3 separate regions of the Ovis aries genome follow, and regions 2 and 3 are each linked to region 1. The links are chromatin contacts, called in public Hi-C maps. All regions are on one chromosome and are shown on one strand. The core of a region is the stretch at or near the end of the contact, and the rest is flanking DNA. Distances in the headings are between cores, read along the strand shown.

What was found. Hi-C and Micro-C count contacts between places; a contact is called where the count stands out from the background.
Region 2: a contact with region 1 is called in a Hi-C map of blood, with 7 times the contacts expected there. The contact joins the enhancer-like site here to the promoter of COTL1 in region 1. A contact is called at or near these places in 14 of 16 Hi-C or Micro-C datasets (blood, hypothalamus, liver and 6 more).
Region 3: a contact with region 1 is called in a Hi-C map of hypothalamus, with 7 times the contacts expected there. The contact joins the enhancer-like site here to the promoter of COTL1 in region 1. A contact is called at or near these places in 12 of 16 Hi-C or Micro-C datasets (blood, hypothalamus, liver and 6 more).

What each region holds. Positions count from the first base shown.
Region 1 is chr14:10,356,677-10,359,705 of ARS-UI_Ramb_v3.0, reverse strand. It overlaps COTL1 (coactosin like F-actin binding protein 1), which reads left to right and starts at 1,447. Exons shown (of 4, transcript XM_004014943.4): 1 at 1,447-1,706; 2 at 1,975-2,057. The coding sequence starts at 1,630.
Region 2 is chr14:10,262,871-10,265,899 of ARS-UI_Ramb_v3.0, reverse strand. All of the region lies in intron 1 of MEAK7 (MTOR associated protein, eak-7 homolog), which reads left to right. Among named protein-coding and RNA genes, the nearest start is that of MEAK7, 25 kb to the left of the region's middle. Within about 2 kb of position 1,524, at least 11 of the 54 cell types and tissues checked have an H3K27ac peak or open chromatin away from gene starts, as enhancers often do.
Region 3 is chr14:10,429,047-10,432,075 of ARS-UI_Ramb_v3.0, reverse strand. All of the region lies in intron 1 of USP10 (ubiquitin specific peptidase 10), which reads right to left. Among named protein-coding and RNA genes, the nearest start is that of USP10, 21 kb to the right of the region's middle. Within about 2 kb of position 1,560, at least 25 of the 54 cell types and tissues checked have an H3K27ac peak or open chromatin away from gene starts, as enhancers often do. A contact at or near this core is called in hypothalamus and liver, where this site is marked.

The DNA.
Region 1 (3,029 bases), core at 198-2,697:
ACAGCAATACCAGCTCCTACTTTTCCCACTCACCTCCCCCCATGTGTCTGTTCAATGCTTGATTGATTTTTGTTTGTTTACCATTGATAATTAATTTTATTATTAATTAAACATTGTCCCTGACCTTTGGGGTTTCTATTTACGATTTATTTTAGTTGATAACCAACAACAATGACCTTTTGTTGAATGTCTAACATATTTGTTTACAAGTTTCATTAAACATTAATCATAAAGCAAACCTATGATGTCAGTTGTAGTTGTTGTTTAGTCGCTATGTGCGACTCTTATGTTGTCGGTACTATTACTATCCCATTGGAGGAAAGTAATCAGAGAGTTTTTGAGGCTTGTCCAAAGGCCCACAGTTAAAAAGAGGCAACACTGGATGCAATTCAAGAGCCGAGTCTTGGGGGGTCCAGCCTTTTTACTTGCCTCAACCCTGTAACTGGTCTTTGTGGAATTATTGCAGGAGGGAATGAATGAGTGAGTCAGTGAGGGAAGGAAGAAGACAGAATGAGTCAGCTCCTGCCCTCAGTGGAACCCAAAGGGGGAGATAAGATGTGAATGCAAATAACCAGAGCACAGAGTAAACAGTGATCCCACCAGTGTTTCAGAAGCAGTCCACTTTCTATCCCCTCCTATTTAACAATCTTACTTCTTTCCGATTTCTCCCTACCTAGAAACCACGGAGCCCAACACTGGGGCGGGGCAGTTTGATGCAGTAAGTCACCCATGTGGAGCTTCCCTGTGGAGCTCTGCAGCCCAGGAGCCCTGGTGGGGAGGAGGGAGGTAGAGGAAGGGATAGGGAGGAGGGGGGATGCAAAGTGAGAGAGAGAGAGAGGACAAAAGCTTGAAGACAAGGAATAGGAAGGAGGTAAACGGAGTTGTTGTTTGGGGGCGATAAGGAGGACTAGGGGTAGGAGGTGGGGGAAGGGAGGGGAGGTGGGAATAGGGAGGCAGGAGGGAGAAGGGGTTAGGGAAGTGGGAAGAGCAAGGGGAGGAGGTGAGGTGAGGAGCGGGTAGTGAATGAGGAGGGAGACTCGAGGAGGGAGACTCAAGGAGGGAGGAGGGAGAGGAACTAGAGAGAGGGAAAGGAGAAACAGGGCTTGGGGAGGAGGAAATGGGGGAGGAGTTAGGGGAGTGGGAGAACATCGAAAGGGTTGGGGGAAGGAGAAGAGAAGAGGAGGAGGAAGGAGAAGGGGGGAGGGAGAAGAAGAGGGGAGGAGAGAAGGGGAGGAGGGCGAAAAAGCCCCCCTCTCCAGCCCCCTTCGCAGGGTTGCGCAACCCACTCGGGCTGGTATTGGCCGCTGGTGAGTAAAGACGCCACGCCCCCGATACGCGCTAAGACCAATAGAAATAGGGGGCGGGGCTTAATGCGTCCTGGAAGGCCAATGGGCGAGGGGGGCGGGACTGCGTGGCCTGGGTCTAGCTTGCGCTCCTCGCGCATTCGGAGCCACAGCTGCTCTCGGAGCTCGGAGCTCGCCTTCTCTCGCTGCTGTTGCCAACCGCCCGCCCGCTTGCCCGCCCGCCTTCCGCGCGTCCCCGCCCCGCTCCGCTCCGATCCCTGCAGCTGGCCCCAAGCGCGCTCATCTTTCGCTGCGAGCACAGTATCCCCACTGCGGCCCCGCGGCGATGGCCACCAAGATCGACAAAGAGGCTTGCCGAACGGCGTACAACCTGGTGCGCGACGACAGCTCGGCCGTCATCTGGTGAGGAACTTTGCATTGCTCTTCGAGCCCCGCTGCCTGAGCTCGCGAGGGCCCTGGTGCGCTGAGCCGTCTTCCAGACGGGACGGATTAAGGGTCATCCCCGTGCGGTCTCCCCGCAGCCTTAACCCGGGACAGCGTGGAAAGCCAGCGCTGGCTTTTCGCTAGCCAGAGCATCTCTTAGATTGTTCTGTGGAAGCTCGGCACCGTTCAGGCACCAACGCTGATGTGTATGTGTATGTGTGTGTTTTTCTCTTCTCCCAATCCAAAGGGTGACTTTTAAATATGACGGCTCCACCATCGTCCCCGGCGAGCAGGGAGCGGAATATCAGGACTTCATCCAACAGTGCACAGGTAGGGAGACACGCCTTCTGGGGGACTCCCGGTCTTTTGGAACAAGGTCAATGCTAGGGAGGAGCCTGAGGCTACCCTGGGCGCCCCCAGCGCTGGAGGAACCAGATTGGAGCGTTCTAAAGCCTCCACAACGCCTTCTCCCGTCTGGGCATCCAGAACAACCAGAGGTGACCGGCAGCCTCCTCCCTCTCACAGTAACCTTTTCAGGCGGGACAGCTCCTTTGCCCCCACGGTCACTAGCTTTCCACCGTTAACTCACGGAGTTCCATACTCCAGGGTCCAGCCCTCCCGGGTTTCCCCTTTCATCAGTCAGAGAGCCAAAATAAAAACAATCCTGGTGCTTATCGAAGGAGAAAGGAATGGTTAGCGACAGCCCCCTCCTTTCTCCTGCCGTCATTGTCCATGTGCTGGTGATGTGTTTTTGTTTGTAGAATATAGAGCAGAATATGAACACATACATGCCATATGATCCCATTTATGTGAAATTTTAGAAAAGGCAAAGCTAATCTGCAGCGTGAAAAGTCAGAAGAGTGGTCCCGCTTGTGGGTGGCTAGCCACTGACTGGGAGAGGCACATGGAAGGTGGGGTGGGGTCTCAAGGGGTTGGGAATATTCTGTGTTTTGAATATTCTGTATTTTGGGAGGCAGTTACACAGGTGTGTACATATAAGAAATCTGTCAAGCAAAATCTTCAGGATTTGTAAACTTTGTGCCTTTCCCTGGGTTGTCTTGAATCATTAAGTGGAAAAACCACATGCAGGTACAACCACAACCTCCCGTCCTTGCCCCCAACACACACCACTGAAGCAAAAGGCCCAGCATCACTGGCAATAAGCCCCTTTAAAGCTAAGATTGGAGGATGGACTCTTTTTCTGGGCTCTGGGCTCTGGCTTGGAAATAGATATTTTCAGACAAAGGCAGTACGGCCTGAAAGTTAGGGTGGGACCTAGAGTCAGCATGGTGGGTTTGAATC
Region 2 (3,029 bases), core at 275-2,774, 94 kb after region 1:
GAGCCCCAGGGCTCATCCTTGGGGTCTTCCCTGCCAGCCAACTTAGGTTTTCCCGCACAGCCCTTGAACCCTGTTGTGTCTTCAAGGGACACTACCCTCTCGGCTTCCACTTCACAGTGGCATCTGGGGCAGAGGGCAGGAAGGTCTCTGGGAGGTGGGCTCTGACCCAAGGCCTGAAGGTGAGGGGATGGAGGAAGTGGGAACCTCGTCCTGGTGATGGAAGGGCCCGTGTGAGCTGGGGAAGTCCATGCGCTCCAGGCCTGAGGCGTGGAGAGGTGGCTTGGCCTTGCCGTGGGGCCCACAGGGTCTGCCTTGGTTGGTGGGAAGTTGCTGCAGTGTTTTTTAAGTGTTTTAAGAGAGGTGTGATCTGGCTTAACTGGTGGAAATTCACTGAGCTACAAGGACACTGGCCTGGATGGAGTAGGGGGCAACCAGCCTCCATCCTGGGCGCCTCCTGTGGGGCCGGGTGTGGGCCGCATGGGGTGTGGGGGGCGCATGCGTGATGCCAGGCTCTCCGGACCCCACATGCCTGGTGCTGCTCCCCGGGCAGGGTGGCATGGTCTGCTCTCTAACTGTTCTCCGTGGCTGCCCCCTCCTGGATTTTTCCTTCCTGTGACCCCTTCAAGGACACTGATGGTGTTTAACTTGGATCATTGGTGGGACCGGAAGAAGCAAGAACCTCAAGTAGCTGTCTTAGGGTCCAGCCTTTGTAAACCCTGGGCTGTGTGTCTCCACTTTGTTCTCCCACCGTGTGGCAGGCACCCCCAGGCCCTTCTTCTTACCCCACCCCTAGTCTCCTAACTGAACCAGGAGAGACAGGAAATGGTTTAAAAAAGTAAAACCTTTGAGAGGTCCCTGGTGGCCTAGTGGTTAGGATTCTGGGCTTTCATTGCTGGGGCCTGGGTTCAGTTGCTGGTTGGGGAACTGAGATCTTGCAAGCCGCTCAGCACAACTACCGCCCCCCCCCCCCCACCAACAAAAGGAAACCTTAGAACACACACACACGATCCAAGGAGCTTATTATGGAAAAGGCAAGCAAGCGTACAGAGAATAAACTGGACAGGGCCGACCTTGGCCGGGTGATCAAGGTCAACCCCAGCAGTGAGGACTCTCAGGGACCACATGGACCCTTGACACGCTGTGGTGCGAAGGGCACTGTACCTCTGGCGTCTTCATCCCCCAAAGTCCAACCCCAGTCTAACCATGAGGAAAAGCTCTGATGAATCCTGTTAGAGAGCCACCTTACCAAACACCTCTCCCGGTTATCAGTAACCAGGAAAGCCTGAGAAACTGTTACAGCCCAGAGATGCCTAAAGAGATGTGATGACTAAGGAGAATGTAACGAGGAATCAATATTGGTTCATCAGTGGTGATGGATGTTCAGCACTAATGTAAGATGTTAGTCACAGGGGAAACTCAGTCTGAGACATACACAGGAACTCTCTCAGTATCCTCTTCTCAACAAGCTTGTAAATCTAAAACCTGTTCCGAAATGTTCATTGTGAAAACTGACCAGAGCACATTGTTTTGTGGTGATCATGAGCGCCACCTTGTGGGCACATGGCTATGTTAGCTGTGCCGCGTCTGGGCTTGGGAAATGGAAGAGTCCTGCTTTTAGCCCCTCGGTGGTGGTTCCTTATTCTGTGGGAAGAGCAAGCACAGGGTTCCTCGTGGCAGCCAGCATCTGTTTGCACCCAACCTTGGGTTGGAGACTGAGCCAATCCATCCCATTATCACTGGTCCAAGGTAGCAGGTGCCATCACAAAGCCAGCTTTATTTCCTGCTGTCCCTCTTACCTGCTCAGTGTGATGGAGGCAGAGAGCCACCTTTCTGTCCTTGGATGAAACACCCAGACATTCCCTGGGATTTTTTTCTCTCCATTCTTAGGAAATTAGCTCCCAGGCTCACTTTAGATGGAAAGTGGTCCCAGTTCATTCCTTAAAGCTGTGTCATACCTAGCTAACAGGTGTGGAGCTGGATTTAACATGAAATCTCTCTCCTCCCCTGGAGTGTATGCCCCGGATCTTAAGGGGGAGGGTGGTTTTCTTCTTCTCTGCTCTATCCTTCTCCTGCAGCTGCTGTTTCTGACTAGGATTGCCAGATAAAACCAGGATGTCCAGTTAAATTTGTCTTTCAGATGAAGAACAAATCCTTTCTTTTTATTTAAGTATGTTCCAGGCAATATTTCCTTCCCTGGTGGCTCAGAGAGTAAAGAATCCGCCTGCGATGTGAGAGACCCAGCTTTGATCCCTGGGTTGGGAAGATCCCCTGGAGAAGCAAGTGGCAACCCACTCCAATATTCTTGCCTGGAGAATTCCATGGACAGAGGAGCCTGGTGGGCTATCGTCTGTGGGATCACAAAGAGTTGGACACGACTGAGTAACTAACCCTTTCACTTTCAGGCAATATTTGGGTTTATTCATACTAAAAAATAGTCATTGTCTGAAATTCAAATTCTACAGGGTGTTTTGTGTCTTTATCTGCTACATCTGGTGACTCTTGTTCTGCCCTCTGCAGGCTTGTGGGGGAAGGAGGAGAGGTGGTGACAGGCAGAAAGTTTTTATTTGACTGATGAAAGTTTATAGGTTTCCTGTTGCTGCTGGAGCAAAGGACTGCACTTTAGTGGCTTAAGATATTCATTTATTCTGTTACAGTTGAGGGAGTCAGAAGTCTGAAACCAAGACATCGCAGGTGTCTGCAGGGGTGAGGAAGGAGGAGAGGTGGTGACAGGCAGAAAGTTTTTATTTGACTGATGAGAGTTTATAGGTTTCCTGTTGCTGCCAGAGCAAAGGACTGCACTTTAGTGGCTTAAGATATTCATTTATTCTATTACAGTTGAGGAAGTCAGAAGTCTGAAACCAAGGTGTCTGCAGGGGTATGTTCTCTCTGAATGTTCTGGAGGAGAATTCCTTCCCTGCCTTTTCCAGATTCTAGAAGTCCTTCATCTTCAAACTAGTAGGCATAGCCTCTTCCAGCCCCTCCCTCCTACCAGTCCTCTCCCCTCCCCACCTCTTCTATCATCACATCTC
Region 3 (3,029 bases), core at 311-2,810, 72 kb before region 1:
AAAAGTTCCAGATGACAGGAAGCTAAAGAGACAGTACAACCGAATGCAACATCTGACCCTATGCTGGATCCTCCCCTGGAGAGGAAGTGCTATAAAAGGAGAGCACAGGGTCAACTGACAAGTCCAGAATACGAACAGTGGGTCAGAAAAAGACACTGCATCCATGTCAACATATGGAAGTGATAGCTGTCCAACTGTGGTTACTTTAAGAGAATATTCATGGGAAATATACATTCAAGCAGACAAGGAGGCTAAAGGGTCCCAGTGCATGTAACCCACCCTCAAACCTCAAAGGGTAAGAGAAAACGTGTCTGTATTTTCATGTGTTTGTGAGTTTGTACAGGTATCTGTATAAAGAGGGAGAGAACTTAAACACACCCCAATGATTAAGTGAGGTTCAACCCTAACCAGTCAATATGAATAAAAAATAAAATGGGGGCTCTTTGTACTTCTGCAATTTTTATAAATTTAAAATTATTTCCAAATAAAGAGCTTGCTGGGGCTGTTTTTAAACTAAAACTGAAAACACTCAGCTGTGAGGAAAATTTTTACCTACCCTCTTCTTATACATGTATGAAACATTTTCCTTCCTCTGGAGAATTAATAAATATAAAGTCTGTTTTTAAAGGAAAAGTTTTGGTTTTAAAAAAAAGATAAAAATGAGTCAATGCCTGATTTCACAGGATTTACAATCTAGTGGGGAAGAAAATGGCACTGGCAATATGCATTCGTTTGTCCTGCAGGAGCAGCGAGAGCTGAAACTCACGACTGTGAGGCTGGCAAGGGAGGAAGTGCAATCCCACTTTCCCTGTCCCTGCCAAGCCTGCAGGGGCCGGCATGCCCAGGCACCCAGGCAACAGCCACTGCGAGCCCTCCATGGACCACAGAGCACGAAAGAAATGCTGGCATTGTCATCAAGTGAGGCAGATCCCTGAGGTTTAAGCCAGGCCCACCAGAGTTGAATGAATACTGGAGTCAAGAGGAGGAACAAGAAAGCAACCATACACGCTCTTCTCCCAGCTGTGGTGACGGGCCGGGGGGGGGGGTGGCGGGGAGGAGGCGGGGGGGAGGCCATGAGGGTCAGGACACAGCACAGGGTGCTGAGCCGCCCTATCCCCGCTCTGGGAAGGGGCCTAGGGGTAGAGGAGTCCTCTCAACCAGAATAAAGCTCCACTTCCCCTCCCTTCCACTGACCCCAGCTCAGGCCTTCAGAACTCCTACTATTACCGTCTGATTATTTTCGGATCTTTTCTAGAGAGGACATGAAAAATATATGCACAAGAAACACATCAGGAAAAGGGGCAAGCCCTCAGCACAGCTAGGGTGGATGCAAGACACTTCACTGCAGCCAAGCGCCAGGGCGTGGCACTCTGAGTTGCCAGAGCAGACTCCAGAAGGCCCTCTAGGGCCTAGGGCTGTACAGCCTGCGAAAGGCACAGGCCAAACTGGAAATACCAGTGTTCCTGCTAAAGGAAAAGCAAAGACACAGCCTCAGCCCAGGAGAGGTAAGGAGAAGGAAAGGCGTTTGCCAGTCACCTGCGTGGTGCACTGCTGGCTCTCCAGGGATCCAATGCAGCCACAGGAAACAGCACCTCCTGCAGGAAGCAGGGACCCGGAGGACAACCCCCAGAGCAGGCACTAGGGGGCGCTGGAATACAGCTTCCAAGGTTTGCACTCTAGAAACAAGTCTTTGTGCAGGCTACCACCAAATTCGTGTCCTCCGCCTTCAAAAGGACTCAGGGACATGGGAGGTCAGCCTGAGGTAAAAACTTAGGCTACAAAGGCGTGATCAACAAACACTCTGCTGCATGCACTTCACAGATTCCACGGCAGCCAGGCATCTGTGAGCCAGACCCAGGCACAGTGTCCCAAGAACACTCAAAGCCCAGGCCTGCAGGGTCAAATGCCAGAAACAAGCACAGGAAGCAGAGTCTTCTCCTCCCTCCTCCCTCTTTCCCAACACAAAAGTGAATTTGGGAGGTAGGAGAAGATGTTAAGGACTAATACACTGGTGGCTCAGCAGTAAAGAATCCTCTTGCAACACAGGAGACACGGGTTCGATCCCTGGGTCAAGAAGATCCTCTGGAGAAAGGAATGGCTGCCCACTCCAGTATTCTTGCCTGGAGAATACCATGGACAGAGGAGCCTGGTGGGCCACAGTCCGTGGGGTTGAAAGAGTCTGGCACGACTTAATGACTAAAGAACACTGCTCTGAGTGATAAACGCTTTAACTTCATCTCTAAAATTAGGGTATGCCAGACGAAATCCATCTCCACAGTTCTTCCCAGCTCCAAAAGGATCTCCTGGATCTAACCTGGAAAAACACAGCTTTGGGAATGTTCTCAGACTGACACGGCTACCAGGTGGCTGGCACCTGAACACATCATGCTGAGTGGAAGAGGCCAGACTCAAGGGCCACGCATCGCAAGAGTCCATTCACATGAACTGGGTGATATCCAGAAGAGGCAGATCCCCAGAGACAGCAAGGAGAAAGAGGGTGGCTGCCAGTGGCTGGGTGGGGAGGGATAAGGGAGTCCCTGTTATGGGTATGAAGCCTCTTTCTGGAATGATGAGGTGTTCTAAAATGGACTGTGGGGGTAGCTGCACAACTCTGTGAATATACTAAAAACCACCAAAATGTACAGGTATTTAAATGGGAGAACTATTAACAAATGAAGTTTAAAAAAAATCAGATCAGTACTTGCATAAAAAGAACCATTCAAATTTCTTTATTTTTTTTTTTCTCACCAGGACCCAGTACCTGATGGATGGTGACATCTACTGAACAGTTACTGCTCAGTCTTAACTTTGGAAATTGGTGTGGGTGGCCTAGGGGACACCTGGAGGCGACAATGTTCAATACACAGCAGGAATTTCATTGATTTAATAGCATGTATTGAGCACCAATGATCCATGCTGAACTGTGCTCGACTGTCAGAACAAATTCTGAACAAGACAAAGTTTGGGACACCATGATATTTATAATTTTGTCACCGTGTGTGTGAACTGCGCATTGCTGACAGTACTAC